2 separate regions of the Manis pentadactyla genome follow, and region 1 is linked to region 2. A link is a contact called in public Hi-C data. All regions are on one chromosome and are shown on one strand. The core of a region is the stretch at or near the end of the contact, and the rest is flanking DNA. Distances in the headings are between cores, read along the strand shown.

Region 1 (4,189 bases), core at 299-2,798, 190 kb before region 2:
GGGGGCTGGTTAGAATTCAGATTCCTGGGCCCTGTGATCCAGGAGCTCTGCGGTCAGGACCTAGCCTTGTTCCCCTAAGCCGCCCATGGTTCTGATGGGCAGTGGGGTGATGGGTGGAGCTAGAAGGCTGGAGGACTGCCTAGGGCCCCTTCTGCCTCCTGCTCTGATTCACTTTCCTGCCTGCTTTTGGGAGGAAGCTACTGAGCGTGACTTTCAACAATGCTAGGCACTGAACTGCATTTAGACCCTAAACATATACTAATATCCCATCTTGGCAAGGAAACTAATGCCTGGAGCTGTCAAGTGGAACAGTCCTGAGCTTTTTCTGTTTTAGATCCTCACCTCTCAAGGTATATGGCTTTTTCTCTCCACTCTTTCTAGGTGGTGTCTCAGTGTTTTATAAGACACTTCCCTTTTCCATCTCCCACTGTCTTCCCTTCCTCTATCATCCTGTCATCTCCAGTTTGTAGTAATCTAAAACACTTTCAGTAGGTCCTCATCAGCCCTTCTCTGGGAAGTCCTCCCTGCCATCTGCCCCAAGTCCTCCTCCAATGGGAGTCCATATTCCCTGATCCTTCCTCAGAGCTGGGGAGGAGAGAGGGTCTTAAACATCACTTCCCTTACCTGTCTTACCTGACCCCGTCTTACCTCCTGCTTCCTCCTTTTGCTCATCGCCAGTTCTTGTCCCTCCTTCTTCAGGTTTCAGAATTATCTGTTTGGTTTATAACACAGGCAAAAAGCCAGAGTAATCTCTAGGGATTTCTCCGAGCTCAGCAGGAAGGATTGAGGTTAGATGCTTGGAAGAACTTCCAAATAGCCAAAGAGAGCAGTCCTGAAAGGAAGCTGTGGACCCAGGGGTAAGCCTGGTCTCTATCCAGACTCACGACTCCTCTCCCTAGTCTTTCCTCTTCACAGATCCCAAGCCTCTGTTAGGGTGACTCTGTACCTGTGCTCTGACCTCTTCATGGACACTGGGGGAGGGGTTGGTGGTCATGGGCTCCTCGGCCTCCCTGATGCTGAAGCATAGGCTGGGGCATCCTCCCACCCTGCCCTTGTCCGTTGCCCCTGCTCTGGAACCTGTGCTTTCATGCACTCCAGCCACCCCTCATGTTTCCAGGGAAGGGGTGGTGGAGAGTCTGAGGGGAGCCATCTCTCTCTGTGGGGAGATCTGTGCATGTGTTGTGACATCTGTGGGGCCATATGGCTGCGCATGGCGGGGTGTGCGGGCCTGCGAGTCCTGGTGTGATTTTGCATCAGCTCTTGCCCCAGAGCAGCAGAGGCCGCACCCTGTCCTGGGGGTTAGCCAGTGGGTGTGATGAGCTTGGGGCTGTGCACCGGGTTTCTCTCCCAGTGTGGGGCGCTGGGAGCTGCCTCTCCTGTATGGGCTCCCAGCCCCCTCCAGCCTCCCTCCCGCCCCCACCCCCCTGGGCTCTGATGCTGGGCCTCTAGAAGCAGAGCCATCTGTCCTGCGTCTGAGTGGCCACCAGAGGGCTCCGGGACCAGGCTTTTCTCTTCCGCAGGAGCTGTGAGGATCCCAGCAGCCCCAGCATCAAGCTTTTCTGGAAGTGCGGGCCATCCTCCTGCAGCTGCTATTGAAGGGTGTCCAGGCTGGGAGGCCATGGGAAGGGGACACAGCCTTTGCCTTTTATAATCCTATTCTGAAATATCTCCTTTCTCTCTCAGGAAGTCCTTCCAGGTATTTACCCTCCATTTCTATTGCTAATAGAGGGAAGAGATGGGGCTGAGGGAACCACCTTTCTTTTTTGTTGCATTACCTTCCCCCAGGTTTCAAGTTAAGTCTTTATTCTTTTCCCCATGCCCTGACCATCAGAGCTCAGACTCTGCTGTGCCATAGCAGCTGAGGACTGAATAGGCAACAGCAGGAAAGTTGTGAGCTAGACATTAGGATGGACTTCCTGGTAGAGAGGGGCATGAGCCACTGGGTTTGGTGTCTGAGGGAGGCTGAACACGGAGAGGTTGCCTGTTCATAAGGAGCAAGGCTCTGGCTCTGCGGGGCTGCGGAGGGTCCTCTGTGAGCCACAGCTTGCCCATACGTCCCTTGTGGGGGCTAGGGCAGAGGGCTGCATGTCGCTGCCTTGCCACCGGGCACCTCAGAGCCTCAGAAAGCCATGGATGTTGCTTGGTCCCTGCCATCTGCCCCAAGTCCTCTGAGGGGAGTCCATATTCCTTGCTCCTTCCTCTGAGCTGGGGAGGAGAGAGCAATGGAGAAAGGATGTTTGTGGGGTCTTTTAAAGGAAAACCCCCTGAGCCACTCCCTCCGCTGGTTGACAGTTGCTGGCAGAAGGAAGGACAAAATGCCAAAGCAATTTCCTGCATCTGCTTAAATGAGTCTTCAGAGCCCCTGTCAGGTCTTCAGATTTTAGATTGAGCATCATCAACCTACTAGGCAAAGACTAAGTCAATGCAGGGTGGGGGGCTTCCTAGAGCCGGAGGATGACACAATCTTCCATGGGGTGTGGAGGTGATTGGTCCCCCTCTGTCCTCTGCACCTCAGCTTTCCAAGTAGCCTGTGAAATGTCTGCCTCTCTTGTTGGTCCTCAATGCTGAGAGGGCCCTGGGATTGTGGGGAGAGCATGGATTTGGGGTCAGATCCCCTCTCATGGAGACAAATGGTGCACCTCTGTGCCTCAGTCCCTATATCTATCTGTAGGGTGGGAATAATGATTCTTCCCTCTCAGGTGAGCTCTGTGAGAGTGTGTGTGAGGGGCTGCAGAGCACACCCCACAGCAGAGTTTCCATCCCCATGTCCGCCCCAGTCTCACTTGTTCTTGGAGGAGAGATGGGCCCATTTGCCAGACAGGGAAATGGGGGCAGGAGTGATCCTAGGTCTCTGCTGGGTGTACTTGAGGATCAACAGCCGGGGCTCCCTCCCCCTCCTCTCTTCTTCCCTCCCTTTTGTCTCATTGCTCTGCTCTGACTCTTCCCCCTCCTCCTCCTGCCCACCGCTTTTCTCCTTTGTTTTGTTCCCCCTTCTCCCTTTCAGCTCTATGCTTCTATTCTTCCACCTTCTTCTCTTCATCCATTCAGCTTTAAGGTGGGTGGAAGGGATTATTTAGAAGGACAAGAACTACATATCCTGCACCCCCACACAATCCCCTGGGATGCCTCCTCTTGCATATTGCCCCAACTTCTTGGTCTTTTTCCTTGATCTCAGCAAAGGTTGATGCCCCTGTTCCTTGGGCCTGGGTTGGGGAAGGAAGATATTGATGAAATCTTGTCCAAAGAAACAATGTGTGTCCTGGGAAAATTGCTGAACAGGACACGGTGGTCCCTGCCTTTGAAGGGATTATGGCTTGGGAAGGAGGCTGGCTCTCAGCAACAATGTGACCAGTGCTACCCTGGAGGCTTAAATATGGTGTGGTGGAGCTTCAGAGGCACATCAGGGAAGGCTTCACAGAGGAGGTGACCATTGAACTGGGTTTTGAGCGATGAGCTTGAGTTTTCCCAGTTCATAAAGGGGTGGACAGAAAGGCAGTCCTGTCAGAAGGGCCACCATAGGCAAAGACATGTAAGAAAGGGCAAGGAGAGTTCAGAGCATTGCCAGTAATTGTGTGTGGCTGGAGCCCAGAGAGCTTGCAGGAGAATGAAATCCTAATCTAGGAGTTAGGCAATGCTCTCCGACGGTTAGCTCACCAACCAGACAAGAAGAGTCCAGAATGGGGTGTTGCTCCCAGCCAAATGACAAGGACAGGGTAGGACAGGGGACATTAAGAAGAGTGTCCTGGGCTCTCATTTACTCCCTCCTTGTTGACTATCCTTCCCTGGGAAACTTACCTAACTGATCCTGGGCCTCAATTTTCTCATCTCTAAGATGGGGATAGTGATGCATCAGCTACCTGAAGACAGGTAAGACAAATGCTGTGGTTTCTTGAGGTGCTGTCCATTATCTGGACTGTGTGACCAGGGACGTCTTCGTGGAAGAGGAGGGCTTGCTTCTGGCCCTAAAGGACAGGTAATGTTGAGCTAAACAGAGGAATGAGGAAGGCTGGGGGAAACGTGGGGACAAAGTTAAGAGGCACAGCAGTGAAAGTCATGTCTGGAGGACAGTGTGTGGCTGGTGCACAGGGTGAAGGAGACTCACAGGCACCTGTGTGTGAATCCCACCCTCTCTCCTAGCTCTGCTGTCTTTACCCCCAACCCTCGTGAGCCCAGACAGAGCAGGAGAGAG
Region 2 (4,457 bases), core at 1,840-4,339:
GTCTATTTATAGAATGAGATACTGTAAGTATAGTGTGCATTCCCCATTATCTCATTGACAGCTTCTCTCCCTGACACACATTCTTGCTGAAATGGACCAGCTTTTCTCCTCAAGAAACAGAAGAGACCCTGGCCATCTTTTCTAGGGAAAAACCCAGAGTCCAGAGACCCAAGAGAGGCATTCAGCAAAGGACCCTGCTATGACTCTGGCCTCTATCTCCCCCCTTTGCCAAATGAAACTGGCAGATTCCTGGGTCTTTTCTCGCTGGGGAGTGGGGCGGGAACCCTAGGAGCCCCCAGGAGCACCAGAAAAATGATAACTGGAGGCTGTAGTTTGAAACATCCAAATATTCTTAGTTCTGCTCCCCCCCTCTGCACCTGCAGCCTCCTGCCAAATTGTTTAAAGGCTCTCCACGTTCAACTCTGCCCTTTTAATTTTCTTATTAGGGTTGTTGGGTCTGGGGGAAGGGGAGGAATTACAAATGGGAAAGTCTGGTCAAAAGCCCTCCTGCCTCTGGTTTGGTAGAAACACCAAAAGGGGGAGGGGAGGTAAGAAGGCAGAAGCAAAGTGCAGACTGAGAGGGATTAGTTGGGGTGGGAGGGCTTAGGTTGCAGTGGGGAGGCCAGGAGAGAACGGGGAGCCTACTGCAATGGGGGCAGTTCAAGTTAGGAGGTAGACTTGTTAACCTTGACTTTGCTTTTGGTGGGGCTAGAACACAGCTTTTCCTACCCTAAATCTGCACCCCAACCAAGCTTAGAGTCTGGGGCGAGGATATAAAATTAAATTTTCATATGCACATGAACCACAGTGAAGGCTTTGTGGGTGTGTGTGCCTTTCCCTCACCCTCATGAACACTGCTCATTTTCTGGCAGTCTCTACAGGCTGATTTGCCAAGGCCACCTTTGCAGAATAGACCCAAGAGGGTAAGGCTCTGCCCTTGCCCGCCAAAAGAGCGCGTGTGCGTGTATGAGCGGGCATGCGTGTGAGCAGAGCATGCAAGAGGGGTGTGTGTGAGTGTGACACAGGTCGCTGCCAGGCATGTGTGTGTGCTGCATCCATATACAAAGCGCCACAAGATCCAGGCCACCCCAGTCTGCTCAGTTCTCAGTATTTCATCTGCCTCCACACCCAGCAAGCCTCTCTTCTATACAACCTCCAGTAGCCAGTTTCACCTAGAGCACGAGTAACCCTCCCCTCCCAATTGGGCCTTTTCTGATGCTTTTTGCTCCAACTTTTCAGGGCAAGTCAGTTCCCTCAGCCTCCCTCCACTGCTCTTGCTTCCTCCACATTTTTTCTCCAGGTGTCAGAGAAAGGTCCTGGAGGCCCCCGTTCCTGCAGTAGAAATGAATCTTGAATCCTGAGCTTGAACTCTGGCTACACTTTCTTTCTCCAACCAAAATCACAAGGAAATCCAACCAAGGCCACATTCCCTTTCAGGAGAAAACCGTTTGCCACGCACACAGAAATTCCCCAACCACTCGTTCGTAAGCTGCTTTTGGAAACCAATGAAAAATTTTTTTTATTTGACTAGAAAAAAAGAAGATAAAAACATATTAAAGGGGAGGAAAAATAACTTAACATTCCAAATGCCCTGTTCCAACACCATCCCCAAGCCAGACGTCTGGGGAAAGGAGGGATGAGGCGGGCAGCTCTTCACCTCCACCTCTTCCCGCCCCAGCCCCTCTGCCTGGGGGCCTGGCCGAGCCCAAAACGGAAGGAGCCCAAACCACACGCACAAATCAGACCCACAAACAACAAATCGCGCTTCGCAGGAAACAATTTTCAACTGGGAAAACGCAGAAAAGGGAAATCCCCCTTCTCCCAAGCCTTCCCTACACCCTGGCACAAGATCGCCATTTTAAGCTTTTTGCAAGCTTCTGACCTGAGCTGGGGACATCAGACCCCACCAGGATACCAGCGCAGAGCAAGCAAACCAAAGCCTGCCCCCACCCGGGAGCGGTCACCCGCCCTGGCAGCATAAGGCGCCTGCAGACTGCCGGTGGTGCGCATCACCCCCTGGTCTCGGCGCCCACGGCAGCTGCCGGCCCAGCACCTCCACTTCGCCGCTTACCTTCCCTAACCAAATGACGCGCCACCAGCCTGGCGCTCAGCAAACACGAGTCGCAAGCCGGGATTTCATTCCCGGGACGTCCAAGGCCTCCTCGGCCCAACCCGCCCCCCGCTCCCACCCCGGCCACGAAGACCAAGTGCCCGAGCGTCCCAGCCGGGCCGCGGCCCCAGCGACCTTACCTTTCGCTTCGTTATCCGAGGTGTCTGGGCTGGAGTCGGCGGTTTTGGCCCGCTCCTTTTCACTCTCCAAGGGGCTGCCTTTGGGGCCCGCCAGACTCTGCTCGGTCTTGATCTCATTGGGGCTAGGGGTCTGGCTGTCGGACTTGGGGGTCTCAGGGAAACTCACTTTGCCCCCGAGCTGGGGAGATTCCAGATGTTCGGCGCGCGGGGTGAGACTGGCCCGCTGCTCGAAAGGGGCTTCGAAGTCGTTGGCCCCGGCACAGTGGGGCGGCTTGTCCAGCGCGGAGTAGCTCGGGCTGGCGCGGTAGTAGCTGGGCACAGGCACCTCGTGCTCCCCGAGGCAGGACTCCTGCAGGGGGTGGGAGTAGAGGGCTGCCTCGGGGCCACTTTTAGCCCGCTTCTCCGCGCTGTACATGCAGCAGACATTCTCCTCCTTGACACTAGGTGGGTAGGAACAGGAGGACAGCGGCCTGCCAACAGGTTGTTCCAGGCGGTAGGCGGCTTTGGGGTCGCCCCAGGAGTCCAGCTGCGAGAGGTAGGACGGGTAGGTGTTGAGGGAGAGATTGGGGCTGCTGCCCTCGTCCCTCTTGGATAGCGAGGGCGCGAGCCCGCAGCCCCGCATCACCCCGCAGTTGAAGTCACTCCCAGATTGCATATACATGCCTGCGCTTCGGCTATAGCGCTCTCCTCCGCCTGGCGCAGCCAAGGGCTCCGCATACGAGTTCGGAGTTACATTGCGAGGGCATGTCATTTTCAGAGAGAGGGGTTTTTAAGGAGCAATACTACAGCGGAGGAGCTGACATCTTTTTTTTTCCCTATCCGGGAGGGTGGGGGGCTGTTGGAGGGGCGGGAGGGAAAAGAAGGGGGGGGGGAATATCAGCTCCATAATTATCCGTGTATTCGGTCCTCACCATGTGACGGCTAGACCAATGGGATTTGAAAATGGCCTTGATGATTCAGACGGCCGTGACGTCAGCGGGGTCAAGTTGTCGGCAGGCGGAGGGCTCAGCGTGGAGTAACAGCGCCACCTAGCAGCCACCTTGGGGTAGGGGCGCGGGAGCCCATCCCCGCGAACAAAGGAAGCGCCCCCGGGGCGGCAGGGGCAGGAGCGGGTGGAGTAAGATAGGGGGGCTCTAGGGAGAATGGGGCTTGTTTACCCAGGAACCAGCCTGTAACTCCTGGGGAGAGGGGAGCGGAGAGGGGGCAAATGCGGGAGAAAGGGAGAAAGCGAGGCAACTCGGGGCTCAAAACAGTCAAATTCAAATTAAAAGGTCAAGACACGATTCAGGTACTTCTTCCCCTCTTCTCACCTCCCTTTCTCCTCTCCTTGACCCCCGCCCCCTCTTCTTCCCTCGGGAATGGGAGTTGGGTGAGGTTGGGTGGGGGGAGGGCTCCTGTGAGCAAAGACAGAGAGAAAAAGTTAGGACTCCCAAACAAAACTAAAGTTTCTGCTCTCCCGCGTCCAGGTTCGTCAGGTTTGGCCTGGGAACTCAGTTTGGGGACCTTCAGTCACGGAAGCTGATTGAGTTGCAAGCTCCCAGTGGAATCTCCTCTCTCTGGGGTGGACCAGGTAGGGGTCACCATCACTTTAGGGATACTGAGGGGAAAGGAGGTTCTGAGTGAATCTAGGAGTCGGGGCAGGAGGAAGCCGGCAACCAGAGGCACCGGTTCCCCGACCTGGGAGTGCAGCCGCCTGGGCCTGGCAGGGTGGGCGGCTCCTGGGTTGCCATCCCAGGGGCGGGAAGGCTTTGGCCTTGGAGTCGGTTCTGCTGCTTTTGCTCCAGGCCCTGGCGGCCCTCCAAATGACCTTGCCCCAACTAAAACAGGGAATATCCCAGAGCGAAAGAGGAAAATCCTCGGGGTCTCTGCTGCTCTGGAGGAGTCATGGATCATACAGGAAACCAGGACACCAGATGCCACAAAAAATATGACCGAGAGAAATGTCCTTTCCAGAGCGAATGAGCTGGGGGCATTTTTGAAAGGAGAACAGGGACCAGTCTATTTTTGTGGTTTTTATTGTTTAATAAAGGGTGTCGAGAAATGGGAGACAAGGTATATTTCACATAGTTCTATCCATGTCGCTATCGCCATTCTCCCAAAGCGAACTAAACTCTCCACCCCTTCCTCAGGAAACGGAATCTGGAGAATAACTTGTCTTTCCGGTTGCCCCGCATTTTCCCTTGGATGAAGCCGCCTCGGGTTTCGAC

The links. Hi-C and Micro-C count contacts between places; a contact is called where the count stands out from the background.
Region 1: a Hi-C map of skin fibroblasts shows a contact between it and region 2, with 7 times the contacts expected there. The contact joins the promoter of SMUG1 here to the promoter of HOXC10 in region 2. A contact is called at or near these places in 2 of 3 Hi-C or Micro-C datasets (fibroblasts and skin fibroblasts).

What each region holds. Positions count from the first base shown.
Region 1 is chr10:38,523,028-38,527,216 of mManPen7.hap1, reverse strand. It overlaps SMUG1 (single-strand-selective monofunctional uracil-DNA glycosylase 1), which reads left to right and starts at 1,548. Exons shown (of 4, transcript XM_036915320.2): 1 at 1,548-1,696.
Region 2 is chr10:38,329,467-38,333,923 of mManPen7.hap1, reverse strand. HOXC10 (homeobox C10) reads right to left here and starts at 3,089. Exons shown (of 3, transcript XM_057486714.1): 1 at 2,914-3,089; 2 at 2,251-2,776. The coding sequence starts at 2,967. It overlaps LOC118927170 (a long non-coding RNA gene), which reads left to right and starts at 3,333. Exons shown (of 3, transcript XR_005030737.2): 1 at 3,333-3,538; 2 at 3,717-3,820; 3 at 4,380-4,457.